Regions from separate parts of the Sus scrofa genome. Here regions 2 and 3 are each linked to region 1. Evidence: chromatin contacts called from public promoter capture Hi-C data. All regions are on one chromosome and are shown on one strand. The core of a region is the stretch at or near the end of the contact, and the rest is flanking DNA. Distances in the headings are between cores, read along the strand shown. Region 1 holds the start of NFATC3 (nuclear factor of activated T-cells, cytoplasmic 3). Region 2 holds the start of GFOD2 (glucose-fructose oxidoreductase domain-containing protein 2). Region 3 holds the start of PARD6A (partitioning defective 6 homolog alpha).

What was found. Promoter capture Hi-C pulls out the DNA fragments that hold promoters and counts their contacts.
Region 2: a contact with region 1 is called in a promoter capture Hi-C map of fetal liver, with 2.2 times the contacts expected there. The contact joins the promoter of GFOD2 here to the promoter of NFATC3 in region 1. A contact is called at or near these places in 1 of 5 promoter capture datasets (fetal liver) and 1 of 2 datasets of contacts at active chromatin or transcription factors (alveolar macrophages).
Region 3: a contact with region 1 is called in a promoter capture Hi-C map of fetal liver, with 4 times the contacts expected there. The contact joins the promoter of PARD6A here to the promoter of NFATC3 in region 1. A contact is called at or near these places in 2 of 5 promoter capture datasets (fetal liver and liver) and 1 of 2 datasets of contacts at active chromatin or transcription factors (skeletal muscle).

Annotation. Positions count from the first base shown.
Region 1 is chr6:28,665,105-28,668,707 of Sscrofa11.1, forward strand. It overlaps NFATC3 (nuclear factor of activated T-cells, cytoplasmic 3), which reads left to right and starts at 1,354. Exons shown (of 10, transcript XM_021094122.1): 1 at 1,354-1,842. The coding sequence starts at 1,740.
Region 2 is chr6:28,345,859-28,349,801 of Sscrofa11.1, forward strand. It overlaps GFOD2 (glucose-fructose oxidoreductase domain-containing protein 2), which reads right to left and starts at 2,339. Exons shown (of 4, transcript XM_021094104.1): 1 at 2,125-2,339.
Region 3 is chr6:28,278,981-28,282,469 of Sscrofa11.1, forward strand. PARD6A (partitioning defective 6 homolog alpha) reads left to right here and starts at 1,522. Exons shown (of 3, transcript XM_021094099.1): 1 at 1,522-2,216; 2 at 2,604-2,826; 3 at 3,059-3,489. The coding sequence starts at 2,154. ACD (adrenocortical dysplasia protein homolog) reads right to left here and starts at 1,429. Exons shown (of 12, transcript XM_021094094.1): 1 at 1,249-1,429; 2 at 1,031-1,167; 3 at 802-895; 4 at 647-723; 5 at 494-538; 6 at 329-363; 7 at 14-165. The coding sequence starts at 1,347.

The DNA.
Region 1 (3,603 bases), core at 104-2,603:
GCACAGTGATTATAGCTTTGCTGGCCTCCCCTCCCTGATGCCTGAAGGGAGATTAATTTATCTGTGTCCCCAGGACCAGCACAGGTATGAGTACAGAGAACAGGGCAGGAAAAGTTTTATGACCTCAGGGATGAGCCAATCCACGATAAACGTCTCAAGTGCTCTCTCTGCATGATCCCAGTCCTCCTGACCTTAGGCCTAGTTGGGCTCTCCTCAGGGTCCCCTGGTAGCTCAGGTTGCCAGTCCACATATTGAGACATCTCTGCACTCTTCTCCAGGGCCTTTGGGATATGTTTGGGCTCTTGCACCTACACGCAAGCTTCTGAGCCACAGCACCCTGGTTACTCTGGCAGTGCACTTTTAAGGATGCTATGCCCCTCCGGGCCTGGAGCTAGGGGAGTTGGTCTCTGCCACCTCTCCCTGCTCTCGGTCCACCTTGTGCCTAAGTAAACAAGCCAGGCTCTGCGTCCCTGGGCATGGCCTCCACCCCAAGCCCCAGGAGGAGACGTCTTGGATCGTCTCAAGGGAAGACACGCCCGCTGGGGAGAGGCCGAGAGTGAAAACTGTTCTTCAGACAGTGTAATTTCCTCCCCACTAACGCGGTTCGACCAGCACGATCTCTCTGACTTCCGTGGATGTGCGACAAGATGCAGAAGACACGGAGCGCCTTGGGTGGTGCGAGTTCACCACAGGCTTTCCCATTCAGTCTGCCTGACTTCCAGCACGGGACAGACCTTGCTCATGGGGCTTTGCCGAGGCCTCGAACGCGCCGACTGTCCTGGAGGGAGCAGCTGCCAGGTTGGGTGGTGGGGACAGACAAAGACTCATCCAGCGGAGCAATGGCCCCGCCCCCCAGGGGTGGGTCTGTAGCGATGGATAGCTCAGACTTGAGACTCGCGCAACCCAGGTCTCCTCTGGCTCCGCCCCACCTTAGGTGGAAGCTCGATCCAGTCCCTGCCTTCTTCAGATTCCGCCATTGAGCTTGGGGTGAGGGTATGTGACATCCACGTACCCTCCCGGGCGCTGATACCTTCCCCAAACCCAGTCAGCAAGAATAACCCTACAGTTGCTCGTCAATGGAACCATAATCCCAAGGCTCTTGTGCTCCTTCCACGACATGGGGTCTGCCCAATAAGGAAAGGGATCTTCTCCGATTGGCTGGTGGTGGGCCCCTCAATCCAATTACGTTTTGGACCCCATACCGCGGTGCCGGGTCCTATTTCAGAAATAGTTGAAAGAATACAGGCCAAACTACAAGTCCCAAGAGGTAGCAGGGCTAGCTAGCGCTCCTTAGTCACGTGACTTCCTTCTGCGGGACTGAGTCACGCGGTAGGGCAGTGAGAGGGCGGGGCCGTCGGGCTAGCCCGCGAGGCCGGTGGCCTATGGGCTGCCAGGTCAGATGGGCGCTCGGTAGGGGGCGGGGCCGGGCGCGCGGCAAGGCGCGGGAGCGCGCCGGTGGTGGTGGCGGCGGCGGCTGTGGGGGGGGCGGGGAATATCGTCTAAGGCGACCGTGCCAGCTTGGGCACCGACGACTGGCGGTGACGGGGGTTCCTAGGGTGTTTCGGCCCGCGGCCAGTATTAGAGTTCGGAACGAAACGCTCGGCGTCGCGGTCCCCGCCCGGAAAGTTTGCTGTGGAGCTGCGACCTCCTGGCCGGCGCGGCCCGGCATGAAGCGGCGCTGAGGAGCCGCCGCCGCTGCCGCCGCCTGAGGAGGAGCCGCAGCACCCTGGGCCACGCCGATGACTACTGCAAATTGTGGCGCCCCCGACGAGCTCGACTTTAAACTCGTCTTTGGCGAGGACGGGGCGTCGGCGCCGCCACCCCCGGGCTCGCGGCCTGCAGGTGGGTGCCGGGCGGGGCGAGACCGCAGAGCGTCTACTCTTCTCGCTCTCATGAGCTCGTCCCCTCCCTATTCCTTTGGTTGTCCCAGGTCTGGTTGTCGTGTGTGTGTGTGTGTGTTGCTGAGGAGGCGTGTAGGTCGCAGCGACGTGGAAGTGGCCGCAGCTTGGCTGGAAGCAAACTGGAGGGGAACTCGACTCCGGGACGCTGTGGCCCCTGGACGCCCGGGGTTTGGAGTCTGAGGGTCCGGGCTGCTGCCCAAGTGGCGTCTGGTTGTCGCTGCTTTGCCAGCGTGGTGCGGAGGAAATGTCCCTATGAAGTGTAAGCAGGCTTGGTTTTTCGTCTATTCTAGGTTTTAAAAACAATCTTTATTTGAACGATGCGCATTCTGGAAGTGTAGGAGTTCTCTAAAATTCCAGCACATGTCTGTTTAAATCTACTTTGGTAGGAGAGTAATGCCTTAGTGTTAACGTCGACTTGTGCAAGTTTAATATGGCCCACATTTAATTCGAGCTGTAACTATAACGGGACTTTTCTGAAAACGATTTCTTTTCTTGAGCAAAGTGTTTCAGAAAATTTTAAGAAGTGGAGTACCTTGTTCGTAAATCTCCTAGAAAGTTCTGGAAGTACATTTTTATTTTGAGAAAAAGCTCACCTCACAAGATGTTTTAAAGGAGATCATGAATTGTGAAGAGTGGACACCATAATGCTTGGAGGTCAGACCAATCAGGAAATAGAAACAGGATGGCTGGGGACTTGGAGCTCTCCTGTGACCTGGTTTGGAATACTGTGGTTCATTAAGTTCAGTTTTCCTATTGCATTTGCAGGCGAATTTCAGAAGGAAGGTGGATATGTCTAATCTCCATTTATTCTTTCCGGGTATTAAGCGAATTACTTCATGTTGATATTGATGCTCAACAGACTGTTCTGTAGGGTTGCACTAAAAAACACATCTGAATGTATGGCATAAGGAAGTATTTGTATTATCAGTCCTGTTAGTATTTATATGTTAAATGTCTTTTTCAACGTAATAGTTTATGGTAGTAGTTATTTCTCGGTTGCGTTTATTTCAGTTCCACTGACATCATCTGAGCAGCAATTATGTTGAAGGTATGTTAGGTACTTTGTAGTGTTATGATGGATGCACATAACCCAAATAACTGTTACTAGACTGACTTGAACGGTGATGCATGTTACAATAGTGGTAGAAATGGGAAAAGTGGCATTTGTGGGAAAAGTAGCATTCAGGACTCTTGTTTGAATGAGTATTTTCATCATGGAGAAGATAGTTAATGATGTAAGCAAACTTTTGGAACACAAACTTGATTAGAGCACATTATATATATACCACATACATGATCAATAAAGATGTTGACCAAACAGGAGAATATTAAATGAGTATCATCATGTAAGTAGGAGCTGTATATACATCTGAAACAGTACGTAAATGACATTTAAAAGCTATGGAAACAGCTTTTTAAGAAATTTTTGCCATAGTCCCTGATCCCAAACCATTTTGATATCAAAATAGATCTAGGGATTAAGGTTGAACTCCCGGAATTTGCAAACTTAAGCTTGAGCAGTTTTATTTGTGACAAAAAGTTCACTATACAATAGTCTAGTAGCTATTTTTTGATAGATTTTAAAAAATTAGAGTGAAATACACGTGACATAAACCATTTCAAATTGAATGATTCAGTGGCATTTAGTACATTCACGATGCTGTGTAGCCACCACTTCTGTCTAGTTCCAAAACATTTTCAT
Region 2 (3,943 bases), core at 1,089-3,588, 320 kb before region 1:
TATAAAGTAATGAGGGTTTCTACACAGAATACAATGATTTTCATAAAGCTTTTCTGATAGGATTTGGTTAACAGTGCCAATGTTCCCCACAGATACACCCTTCTGATAATACCTCATTATCTCTTAAAGCATTCATACAAGTATTTCCAGAGATGGAAGAAAAGTCAATAGAAGGCACAGCTGTAATATCCATAGTTAGGGTCCAGCATTGATTTACGAAAAAAGGAAGAACAAAGCTTTCTTCCTTAAACTAATTTGACCTATTAACATCATCATACTTTCAATGCATCTCCTTTTATAACTGACAGGGAAAAAAACCCCCACCCTGTTGCAAAGTCAGATACACAGTGAAAATTAGGGTTTTTTTTGGGGGGGGGTTGTCTTTTTTAAGGCTGCACCCGTGGCCTATGGAAGTTCCCAAGCTAGGGGTTGAACCAGAGATGCAGCTGCTGGCCTATGCCAGAGCCACGGCAACGCCAGATCGCAGCTACACCTGTGACCTACACCATAGCTCGTGGTAATGCCGGACCCTTAACCCAGTGAGTGAGGCCAGGGATCGAACCCACGTCCTCATGGATTCTTAACCTGCTGACCCACAACAGGAACTGCATGAAAATTAGTTTTATCAAGCTATCAGCAAATTGACTTTGCTGATTAGATTCAGGTACCATCTTTTAAAAATCACATACTTCTTTCCCCCATATGACAAATCTTTGTCTTGTGAGGGGTATTTTATTCTCCATTGCTAATCTTAGTACTAGCTGGTTCTAGTATTACTATAGAAATCACATATTTGAATTTTTCTAGCAAATAAAAATAACAGATCAGATCCAAACCAATCACTTCACAGAAAAAGTAGACCAGGTGGTAAGAGAAAGCCTCTCACCACAGAATCTTTGCTGTGAAATGGGGGGAGGGGGGTCCACCAATAGAACTGTCTGCTGAAAATTTTCACCTCGTGGTCCAGATAGATTCTCTAAACTCCTAGTCCAAAAGCAGTAACTATTTTACATTTTCCGTAAACTCTTGTTCCCTGGTGTGGCTTTTCAGAAGGAAATAAGTTTCCTTCTAAAACAAGAATATACCTAGATTCCCTGACTACCATCTTCTTCGTATCTCTTTGTATCAAAATAATGCATTAGGTGTCTTTTCTAATTTAAACAGCTGTTCCCTTCAACTGAAGGGTCACAGAATCAGGGCTTTTCTCAGACTTCTGTGCCCTGAAGCTTACAAAGGTCCTCTGTGCCCTGCCCCACCAGATTCTGGATATTCAAAGGCCACCGACTTCCTTCCTCATGTATCCTTCCCTCAGCATGACCCTATGGGTACAATGACTATAAATAAGGATTATAACCTTTCTTGGTGTCAATCCAAGGCAGCCTTAAACTTTTCTGTTCCGGTCTTGTGCTTTAGATTCTTCCCTAAACTCTCACACAACTTTTCACAAGTCCTGATGTCCTGGACCCTTCTAAGTTCCTCACCATTCGTGTGATAATACCTTGAGAGGAATACCTCACCTCACCTTTTGTCTCCACAGCCATCTGCTTCCTACCTGAGCTTCAAAGGTAGCCAGGCCCAGGGAGATCTGGCCAGCGGACACTCGGGGACTGGAAGAACCATCTGCACCTTTCAGAGTGTCGTTTCTCCCATCTGCCACCTGAACACTTTCCGTAAATAATGACTGATCTCCCACAAAGTACCAGCTCACTGGGAAAGACGAGGGACCAGTTACCCCACGAGTTCTTTGTCTCAAGTTCCCATACCTCACATCCTTATCCACGAAGCGTTGGTCCTCACACAGGTAGGGGGTCTGCTCCGCACAGGGCGGTGGAGCCTAGGTTTTCGCGTCCAGTAAAGGGATGGGTTATGGCCAAGGTCCTTCCAGGAACCCAAATTCTACAATTCTACGACCAAACTTGCAGGTCATATTTCCGAGGTGGGACGACGAAATCTGGGGCGACCCCCGAGCCTGCGCTGACAGTTAGAACGGCCCCCTCCCACCCCAGCTTAGCTCATCCCCTCCTCCGACCTCGGGCGCCGGTCCGTGGAGGAGGCCCGGCCGGCGCCCGCTTGCCTCCGCGCCATGCCCGTCATCCTTACCCGCCCTCACGGGCCGCCTCTCACCTGGCACGCTGGCATCCCCCGCCCAGGGCTACACCGGAGACCACGGGTCCGGACAGGTCTCAGCGGCCACCCGCCTTCCGTAAGGGAGGCAGGGGCGGACGCACCAGCCCCGAAAACTAGCTCGCAGCCACCGGGAACGCGCCGCCCGGTTTCTAAGGAACCGGGGTCTTTGGAAAAGGAGGGGGGGGACGGCGGGAGGTCTGCGCATGCTCCCTGACGGTAGTGGACCAGCGCTGGGAGGGGCCGGAGCCGGGAGCTGCGCATGCTCGCTGATCGGGGGCGGAGGTTAAGCAGTCTGGCTAGAAGCCCTGGTCATTCATTTCCGGCGGTGGAGGCGAGGAGCGAGCGGTTTTCCAACTTAGGCTGTAGGTCGAAACTGGCACAGATCTGATCCCTAGCCTAGAAACTCCGTATGCAATGGGGTGGCCTTGATTGTGGGCCTTGATTTTCCCAGAATGAAGGAAGGTCTCCTGCTGAATAACAATTTATCTTTGCAGAAAGGCAGTTCTCTCAAACTTGCCGGACTTCCTGGCTTTCTGATTCTAATGACTCGTTTTTCCGTGCTTGGGCTCCCTTTCTGGATGTTTTTTGGTTGTTCCTTAACAATGTCAAGTGTTTTTCAAGACTGTAACTTCGGTCTCTCTGATCTCTTTACCGAACCCAAGTATATATACCACTTTGTAACGAGACTACCGTTTCACCAGACTGTCCGATATAAGAATGAAACGAACCTGTAAACCTTGGTGCAAAACAGGTGATGTTGAAAATGTGGGATTAGGGGTTATTTCTGCATGGGGAGACCCACCCCTGCTTATCTCTCTCTCTCTTTTTTTAACCATGCCCTTTGGCATGCAGGACTTACTGGGCCAGGCATGGAACCGAAGCCACAGCATTAACCTGAGCCACAGCCATGACACTGCCGAATCCTTAACCCTCAGGCCACCAGGGAACTCTCGTTGAGAGTGTGGACTTCTAAATCTCCCCTCCCCCAGCCCTGCACGCTTAGTTGGCATTAGGAAGATGTCCCAGCCAGCTCTCCAGAGCAGCCTGTGATGATTAGAACGTGTCAATCGAGGGATTGCTGCTGGTCACACAGTGGTAAGAACCCTACTAGTATCCTTGAGGTTGATCCCCACCTTGCTCAGTGGGTTAAGGATCCAGCATTGCCGTGAGCTGTGTTGTAGGTCGCAGACGGGGCTCTGATCTGGTATTGCTGTGGTTCTGGCGTAAGCCAGCAGCTACAGCTCAGATTGGAAACCTAGCCTGGGAACTCACATGTGCCGCAGGTGCACCTCCCCCCCAGAAAAGACAAAAAAAAGAGTATGTCAGTGAAGCCGCAGTTGTTTACGTTGAGACCTGCTGAGCAGCAGGGCTATCCCTGCTTTGGCAGGAGACAGGACTTCCTGCCACTACCACCACCTTGGTGAGCATGGAAGTCTTCCAGAGAAATTGTAACCCCTAACGGCCTCTTCTGATGGCATTTTATCCCCTTTGTCCTTCTCCCTGGATTCTGAACAGCCAAGCAGAAAGGAGGCAGAATCAAAAGCGTGCTTGTATTTGATCTGTTTCTTCTTTTTTTTTCCCCCTTTTTTGGCCACCCCATTGCATATGGAGTTTCTAGGCTAGGGATCAGATCTGTGCCAGTTTCGACCTACACTGCAGCTGCAGCAATGGTGCAGCATATGGAAGTTCCCAGGCTAGGGGTTGAATTGGAGCTGCAGCTGTGGGCCTAAGCAGCGTTCTAGATTGGAGCCGTGTCTGCCACCTACGCTGCTGCTCACAGCAACACTGGATACTTGACCCACTGAGCAAGGCTAGG
Region 3 (3,489 bases), core at 272-2,771, 390 kb before region 1:
GCCCCAGACCGACCGTGGCCTTGCAGCGGGAGGCAGCCCAGCGGGTGAGGGGGGCTGCCGTGCAAGGGCCTGCCAGCATCAGACAGCTCTCAGCCAGTTGCACTAGTGCCCCACGATGCTCCTGGTCCTCCTCTACCTCATCCAGAAGTTGGGACAGTGAAATGCCTGGGGGCAGGGGACCAGGAGATGGGCTGAAACTCAAAGAGGAAGGGTAGGGTGGGAGATAAGAAGGAGGACTTATTAAGAAAGTAGGGTGTGTGTGTGTGTGTGATGACTGGAGAGATCACTCTACCAGGAGTTCGGGCAGCCCGCCAACCCCTATACATACCTGCACTGGGAGAGGTAGACTCTGAAAGGTGCTCCCTAGAGAAACACAGGAGACACCTGAGGCCTATCTGCACAAATCTGCCATCCCCTGACTGAGCAGGCTCAGTCAGAAAAGTGACCAAGCCCCGAATAAAAGCCGAACGGAAAAGCCCAACCCCAGACTCACTGCAAGCAGTCATAAAGCTTTTTCTGCACATCTGGATCCTGGTTGCTGGGAGAGGAGTGGTAGACAGTCAGTGTTACTAGGGGCCCAAGCCCTCACACCCCAAAAGCCAGGCCTGGGTGAGGAGAACAGGTGGAGGGTGGAGGCATCACTTACCAACCAATCACCTGTTCCCGGGGCTGCTCTGTGGGCAACAAGCTGAAGCGGTCCACCTGGAGGTAGAACTCTGCGGGCTGGAGTTCAGGGACAGGTCTCAGGAGTTGTTAGAAAGTCAGGCCCAGTAACCCACCCAGGCCAGGCTCACCACTCACCGCGCCTCCCTCGGCGACTTGGACGCGAACCCCGCAGTCCCGCAGCAGCAGCAGCCGACCTTCTGCCCCTTGAAAACCGAACTCCTTCTCCTCCCTGCGGCAGGGGACCCTCAGTGCCGAGCCTGCGTGAACACAGCCCAGCCCGCCTGGGGCCCGCCCACCTCCAGCTCAAACCTTGAGCTCTCCCGTTGGCCTCCACTATCTCCAAGCCCCGCGGAGCCCCTCTCACCAGTCCGAGGCGTTCAGGGCTTCTCGCGTCACCAGACATCGGATACTGTGGGTCCCATCGGACACAAGCAGCGCGGTGTCGACGTGAGACGTGTCGGAGGCGCGGGACGGGCCCGGGGTTTCGGCCTCCTGCAGTACCTGACCGCGGTGATAAAGCATCAAGCCCACCGCCCTGGGACCCCGCCCTCCGGGCCCTGAAAAAGGTAGCGGGGTTCTCACCTTGAGCAGCTGCCCCGCCCGCGGGCTTGAAAGTGCCTCTGACCCCAGAATTAGCTCTCGAATCCAGGGTCGCAGGACGAGGTTCCCCAAGCGGGCCATTCCCGCCGCGGCAGCCAGCGGATTACCTCTAGCCCGGATTTCCCGCTAGCGCCGCGGCCCCGCCTCTAGTCGGAAGAGGAAGTGCAGGAGCGCTGGGCGGAACCCGAAACCTAGGCCCTGCCCATGAGCATGCCCGCGCGTGCGCACATGCGCGTCCTAGTTGGGAGTTTGTGTGCACTCCCATTGAATCAAATGGCTGCTGACGTGCTTGCTCTTACTTGAGCAACTCTCCGAGCAACGGTCCGCGTTTGGGCCGTTCTTCAGAACTCCTGTGGCATTGAGCAGGAAGGCGCAAAGGCTGGCATGTATGGAGAGGGAGGAATCTAGGGCCTGAGGCTGCAGCCAAGGGTGGTCCGAGCGAGTTAGCTCGGAGTCACTTCAATGCCTGTGACCCCAAAGAACTCAGCAGATATTTATATTATGACCCAGTTCCCTCATCTACAACATACACAGCCTTGTAAGGCCAATGGAAATAACAGCGTACAGCGCTCAATAAATACCACTTCCCCAACTCTCCCCTCGGCTTGGCCAAGCCCCTCCCCCGAGGCTCCCGGGACTTGACGACCGTAACGTAGTGACGTAAGAGGACGTGAGACTCTCCACCCCTCCAGCTCCGTTTCCTAGGAAACGTGGACTCCGCGTTCCACTCTTCGTCGCTGCCCCCTTGACGTCACGGCCCGGATAGGAGGGCGGGGCGAGTGCTACCGCCAGGGGCGGGGCTGCGCGGGCCAGCCGGCCCCGCAGGCTGTGCACCTGCGCTTCGGCGGGCCGCCTAGGGCACCGTCCCTGGCCCTCCCGGTCCCACGATGGCCAGGCCGCAGAGGACTCCGGCACGCAGTCCTGACAGCATCGTCGAGGTGAAGAGCAAAGTAAGGACCCCTCCAGCCCCAGCTCTGGCTCCGGCCCTAGGCGCTTCCAACCCTCACTCTCCCCTCCCTGACTCCTTGGTCCCCACCACCTTTTTCTCTCCTCCATCCTCCACGTCCCATTCTCTGGTTTTCCTTTTCGCTTCCCCCCATCCCACCTCCTCCTTTCCACTGCCGGCTTCTAGAGTCCCTCTGGCCTGGGTACCTGGAGGGCGAGGAGAAGACCTTGGACAGCGTCCCTTGCACTGGAGCAGAGGTCTGGGTGCAAGTCTGCAGCTGTTGTGAAGCCCTGTCTTTCCCACCCCTACTACCCTCGGACCTGTGGTGAGAAAGGGCACGGACTCTGTCCTAACCCCTCCTCCTCCCCCGACCTCCTACCCCCGCCTCCAGTTTGATGCCGAGTTCCGACGCTTCGCGCTACCTCGCGCTTCGGTGAGCGGCTTCCAAGAGTTCTCTCGGTTGCTGCGTGCGGTACACCAGATCCCGGGCCTGGACGTGCTGCTTGGCTATACGGATGCTCACGGCGACCTACTGCCCCTCACCAACGACGACAGCCTGCACCGGGCCCTGGCCAGTGGGCCCCCGCCACTGAGACTGCTAGTGCAGAAGCGGGGTAAGGATGGGGTACAGGGGGCAGCCTCTGTGGGGTAGGGTGACAGGGCAGATCTCCAAGGGTTAGACCATGCCTAGGGTACCCAAACTTCACCCTCTGCAGTCCTTGCCCTTGGCCTGACCTCCAAGTGGCAGGAAATAACTACAGTGTGCCTTCCCCAGGCCTGGGCCTGATGGAAAAGGGCCTGAGTGGGACATTAGGGTCTCTGATTTCAGTGTCCCCTCTCCTGCAGCAGAAGCTGACTCCAGTGGCCTGGCCTTTGCCTCCAACTCCCTGCAGCGGCGCAAGAAAGGGCTCCTACTCCGGCCAGTGGCACCTCTGCGCACCCGGCCACCCCTGCTAATCAGCCTGCCCCAAGATTTCCGACAGGTTTCTTCAGTCATTGATGTGGACTTACTGCCTGAGACCCACCGACGGGTGCGGCTGCACAAGCATGGTTCTGACCGCCCCCTGGGTTTCTACATCCGAGATGGCATGAGCGTGCGCGTAGCTCCCCAGGGCCTGGAACGAGTTCCAGGCATCTTCATCTCCCGCCTGGTACGAGGGGGCCTGGCTGAGAGTACAGGGCTGCTGGCGGTTAGTGATGAGATCCTCGAGGTCAATGGCATTGAGGTAGCTGGAAAGACCTTGGACCAAGTGACGGACATGATGGTCGCCAACAGT